Regions from separate parts of the Mus musculus genome. Here region 2 is linked to region 1. Evidence: chromatin contacts called from public HiChIP or PLAC-seq data. All regions are on one chromosome and are shown on one strand. Each heading gives the region's core, a stretch centred on a gene start, on an enhancer-like site or on the middle of the called end of the contact. The rest is flanking DNA. Distances are from core to core; before and after follow the strand shown.

What was found. HiChIP or PLAC-seq counts read pairs in DNA pulled down with a chosen protein or histone mark.
Region 2: a contact with region 1 is called in an H3K27ac HiChIP or PLAC-seq map of double positive thymocytes, with 7 read pairs. The contact joins two enhancer-like sites. A contact is called at or near these places in 1 of 15 datasets of contacts at CTCF or cohesin (thymocytes), 23 of 484 Hi-C or Micro-C datasets (the 63-12 cell line, the AtT-20 cell line, B cells and 16 more), 8 of 115 datasets of contacts at active chromatin or transcription factors (CD8 T cells, double positive thymocytes, effector CD8 T cells and 5 more) and 1 of 9 other capture datasets (liver).

What each region holds. Positions count from the first base shown.
Region 1 is chr2:93,130,015-93,136,329 of GRCm38.p6, forward strand. No RefSeq gene overlaps it. Among named protein-coding and RNA genes, the nearest start is that of Gm32627, 11 kb to the right of the region's middle. Within about 2 kb of position 2,382, at least 107 of the 459 cell types and tissues checked have an H3K27ac peak or open chromatin away from gene starts, as enhancers often do. A contact at or near this core is called in the 63-12 cell line, the AtT-20 cell line, double positive thymocytes and 1 more, where this site is marked.
Region 2 is chr2:93,201,029-93,207,343 of GRCm38.p6, forward strand. Tspan18 (tetraspanin 18) reads right to left here. Exons shown (of 10, transcript NM_183180.2): 9 at 4,672-4,755; 10 at 732-3,394. The coding sequence ends at 3,347. Trp53i11 (transformation related protein 53 inducible protein 11) reads left to right here. Exons shown (of 8, transcript NM_001025246.2): 8 at 1-729. Among named protein-coding and RNA genes, the nearest start is that of Gm32824, 15 kb to the right of the region's middle. Within about 2 kb of position 2,918, at least 17 of the 459 cell types and tissues checked have an H3K27ac peak or open chromatin away from gene starts, as enhancers often do. A contact at or near this core is called in the 63-12 cell line, the AtT-20 cell line, double positive thymocytes and 1 more, where this site is marked.

The sequences.
Region 1 (6,315 bases), core at 1,132-3,631:
CTCTGGCATTTGAAAAATGGATTCCCAGTTTGTGAAGGTCTAGGAGGTTCAGCATTGCTGGAGGAAGTGCATCATTAGGAGTGGACTTAAGAGGGTTCAAAGCCTCTCCCATGCCCAATATACTCACTCACTCTGTCTATCTATCTATCTATCTATCTATCTATCTATCTATCTATCTATCTGCTTCATGCTGTGGTTCAAGTTGTGAGCTACTGCCTGCTGCCTCTGCCCTGCCATTATGGATTTTAACCCTCTGAGACTGTAAGCCAAAACAAACTCTTTCTTCTACAAGTTCTATAGTGTTTATTCCAGCAACAACAACAAAAAAAAGCAATGCAGTGCCCCCCTGCATGCCTCCAGGGACATTGCAGACAGCAAGCCCCAGCCTCAGAGCCAAGCAACTCCGTGCATTCCTTCTTGGCATGGTCACCATCCTTCCCTGGTGTTAAGGACATCTGCCCACTCGGAATCTTCTTCCTCTATGGTCTCACATACCTTCACTGATTTCTTAGGCTTACAAAATTGGAGCCAGGCGGTGGTAGCCATGCCTTTAGTCCTAGCACTCAGGAGACAGGGGCAGGTGAATCTCTGAATTCAACACCAGTCTGAGGGAGAGGGAGAGGGAGAGGGAGAGGGAGAGGGAGAGGGAGAGGGAGAGGGAGAGGGAGAGGGAGAGGGAGAGGGAGAGGGAGAGGGAGAGGGAGAGGGGAGAGGGGAGAGGGAGAGGGAGAGAAATGTGTTGGGGAGAATTCTGGATTTTATACCTGTTGTCCACTCCCCGTTGAAATTGAACATGGCCATGCCTCTCCAGAGAAGTAGGGTTGATCCATTCCCACAGCAGGACTCCATCTTATAGGATACTGTAGCTCTGGCATATAAGATATTGGAGGTGGGTGGGAGAGTGTTCACTGAAGGACCACAGTATGAGCCACTCACAAAAGCCGCCTTTCTCCTGGAGCGTATCAAACATCTGGTTGAAAGATACAGAATATGCTTCCAAGAAAACCCATTGGAACTCAGACTTTCAAGGTGGTGCAAGATAGCCTTGAAATCTTGGATGTCTCAAGTTGCCTCTCAAGTGTTGGAATTAAAGGTTTGCACCAGTTTATGCTATGCTGGGGATGCCACCCAGGGCTCCCCACATTAGGCAAGTGCTCTATGGGTTGCATTGTCTCCCTAGCCTGCTGGTCAACCTTCAGTGTGTCAGGAAGCTAGACCTGGGATCCCCAGCTAGGAGGCTCTGTTCTCTCCTATTCCACTCAATGCTGGGACTTACATAATTCAGAATGTTTTTCACAGACATCCAAGCTCAACCGTCCCTTCTAAAGCCCTTCCTGGAAGTTTTAGCTATGAGAGAAGTTCGGCGTCACACAGTGAAGAAAGGCATCCGTGTCTCAGTGATGACTCCGTGGCTGGGTGGCTTCCTGCAGCTGCAGGCTCCACACCTGCTTCCACGAGGTTTCCTCAATGTCAGGAATACACCACCATCTCCTTCCTCCTCTCTTGCCCATTTGGGTAGGGCCGTGTGGACTGTTTCCCATCTATCTCCTCATGAGCTATAGAGCCGTATAACATTGGCCAATGGCTCTTTAGTCGAAGTTCAAACCCACACCAAGGCATTTCCATCCTGGCTGGTCCCTATCAGCTGTGACATCTGAGATAAATTACTTAACCTCTCTGGGTTATCATTCTTTTTATACAAAATGGCAAGGGACCATTTTGTATGGAGGTTTTCACCTCTCTCTCCCTCCCTCCCCCCCCCCCTCTCTCCCTCCCTCCCTCCATTCCTTCCTTCCTTCCTCTCTCTTTGCTTTTGTTTTTCTTTATTTCAAGAAAGGGTTTCTCTGTGTCTCTCTAGTTGACCTGGAAGTCATTCTATAAATCAGGCTGGGCTTGAAGTTGGGTATCTGCCTGTTTCTGCCTCCTGACTGCTAGGATTAAGGGCATGGGACACTACACTCAGCTGAGGTTTGACTTTCAACCCACAGATGAAACATCTGTGCTGAGAGGAAGACAATGAGGCCTGGAACATATGAGGCTATTTCCTGCTCCAAGCCACACAATTTGAATTCAGTCAGGGGTCACTAGAATTTAAGTTCAGATTAATATGATCCCGAATCCACCATTTTCTCCTTTTTTCTTTCTTCCGTTCCCTATTTATTCACCAGCTACACTCCAACTGAAGATCTGGCAGGCTCAGCTTTATGACCCTGGTGTGCCTCCTGCTTTTCCTCCTGATGAGTCCCGAAACCCTCTGGGGTGGCTGCCAACAGAGTGGGTTGGGCTCTGCCCAGATGTCGCTCTGCCAGGACATGATGAAGGCTGGCTTCCTTTGCCGACAGTGATTGGCAGGTGTTTATTTCCTTTTAAGAAGCTAACAGCTGTGGTGTGTTTATGGTTTAATTTTTGTTTTCGTTTTCTCTTCCACCGCTACGCAGAGGGTAGAGAGAAGCACAGCTCTGCCTGGACACCTGCTCCCTCTGCCCTGGAGATGGACCTCTCCCAGGGGCAGAAGTCTGGGCCTTTGCAGAGGTTCACAGGGCAGGGCTGTCTGGGCAAGCCTACTGTGTGCTCCTTGACTCCGATTCTTACTGAAGATCAACTGATGACTGTCTTAGCTGTCCCAGGAGGCTCAGCTCATAGAAAACTAGGAGGTTTCTATGCTCAGGGCCTGGGGACAGGTGACCATTATAATGCTTCCCTGTGCAAGGTGTGGCTTCAGGGACAGTGTATTCTCTTACTGTGATTTGTTTGTTGTGTTATTTACGTTGTGTGTATGTGTACACAGTGTCAGCTCCCATCCGTACATATGTGGATCCAGAGGAGAATGGGGTGGCTTACTTTACTGTGTTCCACTAATATAATAATATCTATTATTCCCTTAAGACTGAACCTGGAACAAGGCAGACAACCAGTAAATCCAAGCCATCCTCCTGTCTCCATCCCATAACACTGGAGTTGTGGGGCCCACAGCCACACCCAGCTTTTAACGTGGGTGCTGGGATTCGATCTGAGTGCTGACCCATTCCCTGGCCCCTGATAGTCACTGATACATTTGGGCACTACTGAAGCTCAAACCAAGTGCTCCCTGCCTGCTATGCAAGTGCTCTCTCTACCAGTGGGCAACTCGGCAGCCTTTTATGTATCTTTTGAATGTGAAATGGTTTAAGACTTGGTTTCAATGGTTTAACAGTTGCAACAACAACCCTGAGAATCTCCACACAGATACCTTCACCCAGATGCCCCGCACAGATGCTGACAGTGACCTTGTTGGAATCAGATCTGCCCTAGGAAAAATTGAGATTCAAGCTTTATTCTGGTTTTCTCCAGCTCCTGCAATCCCATTTTTCATTTTCAGTTTTTACCATGTCCCCCAGTGCTGACTCAAGGCACTCCAGTCTCCAACCCGCGCCTGGCTCTTCCTTCTGTCTTTACCTTCTCAGTGTCTACTCTTACCCCGTGTTCGCTGTCACGTATGACACATTTCCATTTCAGACTGCGCCTGCCTGAGTTGCAGTTCTCAGTAGGGGACCTCTCCTTTTCTTCCCTCTGACCTCCCTTCCTCTGTCCTCTCTTTTGAGATTTGGGTGAGATGATTAGCCTTTGCTGTGGTGACCACTGTTTATTTTATTTTTGTTTGCGGTACTTCTCTGCTCTCGGACCGTTCATTTTCTAACCTCAAACTTCCCCAGTTGGCTCAAACTGGTCTTGGTATTTTAATTCATACCAGCCTTTCTCCAGTTCACCATCATAAGAGACATCCTCTTGAGACCTGCCTGAACTTGTAGGCAGATGACCTCATTGTGTGAGGAACCTTCTGCCAGCCCCTAGCTGCATGTCCTGTTTCCCTGATCCATAGATATATTTATGGTTCACTCTCTCATTCGAGTGGAGGGCATCCTCCAGTAGTTGTTTTTTTCTTTTTTTTTTTTTTAAAGGCAGCTGGAGGCAAATTTCTTGATATTTTGAATGTCTAGAGGTATATTCTCTCTCTCTCTCTCTCTCTCTCTCTCTCTCTCTCTCTCTCTCTCTCTCTCTCTGTGCTGTTGGTTCCTCTGGGACCTTAAGGACAGTTTTCAGTCGTGTTGTCATTCATAAGCCTGCTGCTGAGAAGCTCGAAGCTGCCCTGAGGCTCTCTTTAACTCTTTGGATGACAACATCCTCCATGCATCACAAGCACTACCATGCATTCCATGTGCCCCAAGCCTCTCTGCTGCTGCTCTGTGGTGGGAACCTGCCTTCACTGCCCTTGCCGAACCTTTCTAGGGTCCTTTCAGCCATAAGAGCCACATCTTTCCCTTGAGAAGTTCTCCTTGACTATTTTACTGACATTTCTTCCCCACATCCCCCATCATTTTTCATAGCATCCTTGTCTACTATGAGCTTTCTTTGTAGGGTTTGGGGAATTATGACCTATCGATGATCATATGGTGATCTCAAGTGTGCCCTGTCTACCTTCCTGGTTCTGTCCACCTCTAGGACTTCATATTTGTGTCACCCAGGGCCCTTCACCATCCTCTGGTCACCTGGCAGCTACCCCAAAGGGTGGTAAAGCCAGAGCCAAGCGTGGTAGCAGTGTGGTGTCCTTAGCTCTGTCTTCTTGATAATTGTTCCTGAAAGGATGCATACTTGCCCTGGAGGGAAGGCAGCTGATGCCAGCCTCCTATGCTAGACCACAGGTTCACTCTGCCTCCCTCCATCTCTCCTTATGCCTGGAGACCTTTAAGGTTACACCAGAGGTTAACTTAGAATTGGGAGTGGGCTGCATCTCATGGGCTGGGTTTCATACTGAATAAAAAGGAGGAAGAGGGCTAAGAACATGCATCTTTCTCTGCTTCTAGGCTACATGGGGTGACTAACCACCCCATGTCCAGCTACAGTGACTTCCCCAACAAGGTCGGACTGTTCCTTTGAACTGTGAGCCAAAATCGCCCCTTCCTTCTCGAGGTTGCCTTCCTCGGGCATTTGCCACTGCAATAAGGAAAGTGGTTAATATAGTCGCCTGCCAGAAAAGACTCTGCAGTGTCAGAGCACTAATCTGTATTGTAATTATATTCTTCTACACTTATCTTACTAATAACTGTCTACTGATAGTGCTGCCGAGTCTTGTATTTCTGGAGATGATGTACAGAGAGGTACAAGATACAGCCACAGAAAAACTGAAATAATTTAAAAAGCAGCCTTCAGTTTTATGCTGGATGCATACATGAGGTCAGAAGGCAACCTGCAAGGGTTGGTTCTCTCCTTCTAAGCTGTGGGTCCCAGGGGTAGAGCCCAAACTGTCAGGCTTGATGGCAGGCCCCTTCACACACCGACTCATCCTGTCTGCCCCAAACCACACTTTCAATGTGCTAATCAAAAACAGTAGGATCAAAAGGCCTCAGAGCTCTGAAAGGAAGCCAGAGCTGGAAAGGTCTCTGGTCTAGGGAGGGGCTGCCTTGCAAGGTCAACGGGAAATCACTTTAGCCTTGAGTGGAGTGCGATAGGCAGGGCAAACTAGAGTTTGGAAGACAGGAAGTCAGGGAAGCCAGCAGTGTGGAGATGCTCTGACGCAGGAGGAGGTAGTGTTGTCGTTCAACTTCCCACCGGCCCCACCTAAGGTCTCCTAGAAGGCAGAGATGTTAGAAACAGATGGAAATGAAGAAGGCCATGATGGTCTCACACATTCTCATACTGACTGTCTTGCTGAAGCGGCTGACCTTAGATAATAATAAAACCGATCTGAAACTGGAGCTCAAGACTGACAAGAGAAGACAGAGGCTGCCAAGGGAAGCTGATTACAGGTCATTTCAGCTCTCAATTCCAGCTGTACTGCACGTGAAGAGAAACACAGCACCCAGCTTCTCTATCTGCCTACCAGGCAGCGGGAGGGTCAGAGTCTATAGCAAACAAAGCACAAAATAAAGGGGAAGCTGTAGTATTTCCACCGCATTTTTTCCATACACACACTCAAAAATATAATGGAAGGAGACAGTAGAAGACCCCAGAAGCCAACTGAGAAAATGTGACTCATGACTAAGAGCTAATGCAGATAATGGGAGCAGACATGAAGCCTTCTCTGTGTATGAATATTTACGAGGAGAACTTAGAGGACAAAAATAGATGGTGTGTGTGCAGAAGTGGTGTTTCAGGGTTATCAAGGGAAACCTTGAAAAGTAACAAAATGACAGTTCTAGAAATAAAAATTAAAATCTCGGAACTGAAAACATGGCAGGTGAGCAGCAAATTCAACTTGGGATAAAGGGGATGGGTAGGGCAGAAGATGGATGGAAGGAAATCAGCCCAGAACAGGGGCAGAGCCTGGGGGGGGGGGGG
Region 2 (6,315 bases), core at 1,668-4,167, 72 kb after region 1:
TCCTGCTGCCAAGTGCTCTGTGACCATGGCCTTTGCCTAGTGGAGGGAACTCAGTGGAGGATGTGCCCAGCAGTGGCCGGGGCTGCTTCTGTAACCAAGGTCTGGCAGAGTAGCGATTCCCTGCGTGTTCAGGAAGGGCCCATTGTGTATACCTGCCTCTTGTCACTGGCTTGGTGCCAGTCCCTCAGTCCCACCTCTTTACTCGGACCATGGACCCTGCCACTGCCAGCTCTTAGTACAGTCCCAACTACCGTAGACCAGGTGACATTTGTTGACACCATTCTCAGAGGTGTTGAAGATTTATCATCTTGAATCCTCCACAAATACAGATACAGTCCCAAGGGAGGTAGTCGTAGAAATGGAAGACGCCAGCCCTGCGCAGCCTGCAGGGACATCCGCCAGGCTTCCCCTCAGCAGCAGGAGCCCAGGTCACCCTGGTTAAACTGCAGTGATACATTTAGGTGGGTGGGGTCAAGGCATATGTGGCCTCCGGGAGACACCTGCTTGGAAGGAGGCAGTGATGGAGATAGAGCCCCACTCTGAGTCTGGGCTCAGAGTGCCCTGACTGCTCTCCCCCACCCCATCCCCAGCTCCTCTTGTCATGCTTCTGCCTGGCCCCCAAGACTGCCTCTGTCATGGTCACTATTTATTCTTGGTCCCTTTTTCTTTTTGTAAGAAACAGTCACAAGAAAACAACAACAACAACAAAAAACAACCAATGAGAAACAATCTGCGTGGTGTCCTGTTTTATATTACAAAATTTCTCTTAATATAGAATATAAAAAGGGGAGACTTGGGAGATACAATGATAAATTAGCTCTGTTTCCTACTGCAAGGGACATTTACAAATTCCAAAATAGACTTTAGCATATGACGTGTGTGTGTGTGTGTGTGTGTGTGTGTGTGTGTGTGTGTGTGTGTGTGTATCAGAGTTCCTGGGGATGAAGGTGCTGGGTTCAGAACCCAGGTAGGCCAGGGGCTTGGGACAGGATAATGGGGAGCATGAGCCACAGGTCCAGTCTTAGCTCCTCGCCTGTCAGATACAGCTGTCCCTTAGGCCACTGCTCTGGGACAGGAAGTGGCTGTTCTGCTCACTACTGGCTGAGGCATCTTGGGGTGAAGGAAGAGCTCCCCTCCATTCCTCTGGGAGTACACAGAGCAGCTCACCAAGCCCCACCAGGATGACCTCAGACAGCCTTGCAATGGCTACCAGCAAGCTCAGAGGGTGAAGACTGTGTCTGTCTGGCCCCATGAGGATGCTGAGAAGCTGGGTTGAATCAGGGCTACTTGGGAGCGCTTCAGCGTAAGTGTGGAAAGTTCTGGTGAGGGACTCTGATCTGCCCTGGAATTGCCTAGGCTCCATATCTGGCTTCTCAGTCCCTCCCTGTCCCAGCCCTGCCCATCTCTGGAAGCCTGGGCTAGTTCTGGGTGGCAGCCGCTGTGGTTGGGCTAAGTCCTCAACCTAGCCATGAACTTCCAATCAATAGCCAAGCCATTTGCCTTCCTAGACAGTTGGAGTCCAGTACGTGCTGGGTTCTGAGTCAGCCTGGGTCCTCTTAGTCTGGGGGTGCAAGCCAGCAGAGGGGCCCCCTGATCTGGTGACTCAGCCTCTAGGGAGCTTACTATGGGGATGCCAATTAAGCTGTCATAAAGACAACTTCCGTATAGCATTCAGAGACACCCACTCCCCGGAAGGCCAGGCTGGGTGAGGACCACATAAAGAGGAGAGAAAATGGGAGAAGTAGCCCCCCTTGCACCCAGACAGCAGAATAGAACAGGCTATGGCTATGACTCCCAGGTGGCAGAAGGGCAAAGGAAGGCTGGAGTTCAGGTCAGGCTCTTCCATCTGAGAGAGGAGAGCAGACACCTAGCTGTTCCTTCCACCACTGTTCCCCTTTTGTGCCCTTGGCAGACATAATTAATCAAATTTGAGATCCTGACAGACAACACTAATGGATTCAACACGGTCCTGGCAGGGTCAGGCATCTTGCAACTAGTTGCTAACCTAGCCTGCAGTTCAAGTTTGTGTGTGTGTGTGTGTGTGTGTGGGGGGGTGTTGGTTGGTTGGTTGGTTGTGAACCTATTAGTCTGGGGTGTTTGTTTGTGTGTGTGTGTGTGTGTGTGTGTGTGTGTGTCTGTTGGTTGGTTGGTTGGTTGTGAACCTATTAGTCTGGGGTGTTTGTGTGTGTGTGTGTGTGTGTGTGTGTGTGTGTGTGTGTGTCTGTTGGTTGGTTGGTTGGTTGTGAACCTATTAGTCTGGGTAATCTGAGCCTAGAGAGACTAACAAAATAAATGTTCAGCAAAAGGTCAGAAGGTGTCACGGTAGGAGATGCTGTGGGGTTAAGTCTGCAGACAAGAGGCATGACCTTAACCTCTAGAAAGGAGAGAGAGTGAAGGGGTACACAGACGGAAAAATGGAAACCCCTTCTGTCTGCGGAGGTGATGGTGACATCAGAGCATCTGAAGGCAGGAGGCTGAGTTGGGAGGTAGTGAGATCCATCCGTATGTGGAGGGATGCAGGGGTGAATTCTTGGCAGGGACCTTGAAGAACACATTCAAGCCTCAGCTCTGGGTAGAAAGAGAGAAATGAACAATACTGGGGTGTCTTCCACCTGGGAGAACAGGGGTGGGGCATGGCCCACGGGGACAGGTGATGTATCACAGTTGGATCTCTGACAGAGGTACAAGCAGGGCAGAGTGGACACAGTACGGACTGTAGAGCTGGATGCAGGCAGTTCCTGGCCAGTTTACATCGGGGTGGAGTCCTGGCTGGAGCGACAGCAGCCTGGAGATGACCTTGTCATGCACATGCTGTGTGACTGGACGGAAATGAAAGGGCCACCTTCTGATCCAGTGTCCACACACAGCCACCCTCAGCCAGCGGGAGCAGGGACCGCTTCGCTCTCCAGCAGATGGTGCTGCAGAGTCTGTCCTTGTGTTGTGAAAAGCCGGCTCCTTGGGGCCTGAGGACCGGGCTCCTCCTCCAGGATGTGTTTCTACCTCCTGGTTGCTCTGATCCTGGAAATGCTAAGAGAGGTGATCCGGGCCAAGGGACACTCCAGTCTGACAGGGCCAAGGGGCTCTGAGGCTGATGAACCTTTGGTCTCAGGAACAGCTGGTCCCAGGCCAGCCCTAGGTCCTTGTAGAGCCCATGCCCCTTGCTTTAGAGCCTAGGTGAGGCCCCTTCATGTCTGTCTTTTTTGTTTGTTTGTTTGTTTATTTAAAAATTAGCTCTATGCTTCTGGCCGTTTGGGCTGGCCTTGCTTCCGCCCCTGGGGCCAGAGGACAGGGAAGAGAAGGGGCTGGCTTCTGGGCAGTGGTGGGCTGAGTGTCTTCAGGCCAAGGCCTACTGGATGCCCCGGAAGAGGCACATGGCAAAGACCATGAGGAAGAGCTGCAGAGAAAGGGAGAAGATGATCTGGAGTCAGACTGGGTGCACGTCGAGGGGCTGCCCAGCACACCTCCTGAGGGGAATCGTGATTGTGACACTACCCGGGGCAAGCATCTGCTCGCCACTTGGGTAAAAAACAGGCGTTGGAAAGCAAGTCATCTGTTTAAACAGCTCAAATCTGTCTTTTTTGGGTTGGCAGAGACTTTAAGCAAAGCACAACCCTTCTTGGGCACCTGAGTGTGTACCGAGAGCTTACCATGTAAAGTAGGTTTCCAATGCTGTTAGCAGCAGCCTTTCTAACCAGCAGGAAGTGAGGCATGGAGATGTCGGAGATGTCTTACAACCTGATTTAGGTCACACAGCTTCAGTGGGGGTAACCTAGCTTGAGCAGAGACACACTTCCCCCCTCCCTCCCCCCACCCAGCCCTTGCTTCTAAGCCCCTGCGCTCTCGATAGCTCACCGGAAGCTGGTGAGGTTTCCAGAGATTGCAGTTCCCTAACCCTGACCTGTGGCTACATCGAGGCAAGGCTATGTGCAAATCCTTGAAATCTGCCCAGCCTCAGGAAGATCTGTGTGCCTCTTGTTGGTCTTAGCTCTCACAGGAGGCTTTGTCCACTTCCAGGAGTATTGGCACATACAGCAGGAGCTTAATATATGCATGCGGAATTAATGAATGATGCCTGTACTTCTCCTGTGACTTACACAGAACTGGTATCCTGAGAGACAAGGCACAGAGGACCCTGAACAAGGGCACATCAGAGTGCCAGGCGACCAGAGCTTCCATGAAAGGGTCCCCAAAGAGCAGGGAGTGAGGGCTGCACATTAGGCTACCTGGCCTCACTGCCCCAGAGTGCATCCCTGAACTGGGCAGGGGGGCAGTGAGAAGGGAATGCTGAGTAGTAACTCAAAAGTTGACAGCTACTCCGCTACGGTGTAGGTTCTGGGGCACTGGGATGAAGGATTCTAAAGCTCCATTGCCAAGTTTAAAAGACCCCTGACCATGTGCAAAGTCAGGACTCATCCAGAAGCCCCCGCCTTCCAGGCAGCTTGTGGGGTGTATCCTGCAAAGCGCACTTGGACTGCAGAGCTGGGGTGAGGTGAGGTGCCTCTCTGGGCCTGCCTGTTCCCATTGTCCTGGGAGAGGCACAGATCCGTAGCTCCAGGCCACAAGAATGGCTCTAGCAGCAGACGTTTGCAGTAGGCAGCGGCTATGAATCTGGGAAATAGGCTGAGCGTACAGACGCTGGGGCTTCCTCCCTCCCAGGGCCCCTCCACTCACCTCAATAGCCAGTACTCCAATGGCAAAGGCTCCGGCCAGGTAGACATAGGTTTCGAAGGTGTTGAGGATCACTGTATAACAGCCCTGGGAAGGAAAGGCCAGAGATGAAGCCACGGTATGGAAGTGTGGTCTGCAGTCAGGACCACTGTCAGTATTGAAGTCCCTGGCATTTGGCCTCAGGGCTCAGCAGCTGCAAGCTGGCATTTTTATACTGATGTGGGAGGAGGAAGCATCTGGTCAGTGGCAGAATGTCACCAACATCCCTCCCTCTGCCGCATCCAGTCCCCAAGACAGTCCCAAGGCTAACTAAGCCACAGACCTAGACTATGAGGAGATGTCCAAACACTCAGGCCTCCTGGTGCTCTGTAGAAGTGGGGGTCAGACATGCAGGGCAAAGCTGAATGGGATGGATCTCTTCAATCAGAATGTCAAATGGTGCCCCAGCCCCAGGTGGGACAGTATCTCACAGAGGTGCACAGTGCCCCACCAAGTCCCTCTCTTGACCTGCCTGGCTGCTGAGGGATTGACAGTCCCCCTCCCCAGGCTCAAGGCCAGGCAGCCCATCCTCAAACATTGCTCAGCTCTTTTCCCACAGCCTCACAGGAGCAGCTGCCTTCATGTGACTCATGTGCCTGCGGTCCCCTGGCACTGTAGGTGACAGAGCCAGATGAGCCAAGACCTCTCCCATTGGGCCCCAAAGACATTGTACTCTGTGTCCACTGTACCCCACTCCCATGCTGGCCACAGGTAAAAGTCACACACACACACACACACACACACACACACACACACACACCAGTCAGTGTTGGGGATCAGACCACTGAGCCATACTCACCCCCCAGCTCTGACTGAAATATATGCACTTTTTGGAGATGGGATCTAGGCTACACTTGAACTCTGTATAGTTGAGGATGTCCTTGAACTTCTACCCCTGGCTTTATCACCTGAGTGCTCATATTATCCAGTTTATGAGGGATTGGGTTGGAACCTAGTTTTTGTGTATGCTGCACAGGTCTACTGGCTGAGCTATATAATCTCAGCCTTTTGAAACATATTCTTTAAAAAACAACAGTTTTTTTTTTTCTTTTATGAGCACCTGAATATTCTTTGGGCCCAACTAGAGGACTTCCATGTGGACTGGTTGGTGGTGGGGCAGGGGTAGGAACTGTGCCCATCTATGTGGGGTATATATTGGATTTCAGGTTCTGATGAGGCTGGGGTCTTGCTGCTTCCTACATAGATTCCCAGTGTCTTTGGCCATGTGGACCTGGGGAGGCTATATCTGAGCACGCAGACAGTAAGACCTGATCAGAGACTGCGGCTACATGGGAGTCAACGTGTCTTCTACGTGGAGACTAACTAGGAACTGGGCAAGGGAGACCCCATTGTCCCTGGAGCCTCATAGAGTAGGTGGACATATTCTGCCTAGCACAAGTGACCTGAGCCGAGCAGAAGGTTGGCTGGTGGAAATTCCCCGGTGACAGGGAAGCCCTTGGCATGAGTGGACAGTGTGGACAGTGTTACCTACACCCAGCATCCCTCCTCCAGGGTCTTACTAGGTTCTATGTGCCCTGCATCATTTGGTTCTCTGTGTAGCCCCTACTGAGAAGTAGCTCATCTGTGGTTTACCTCCTTGCAAAATGG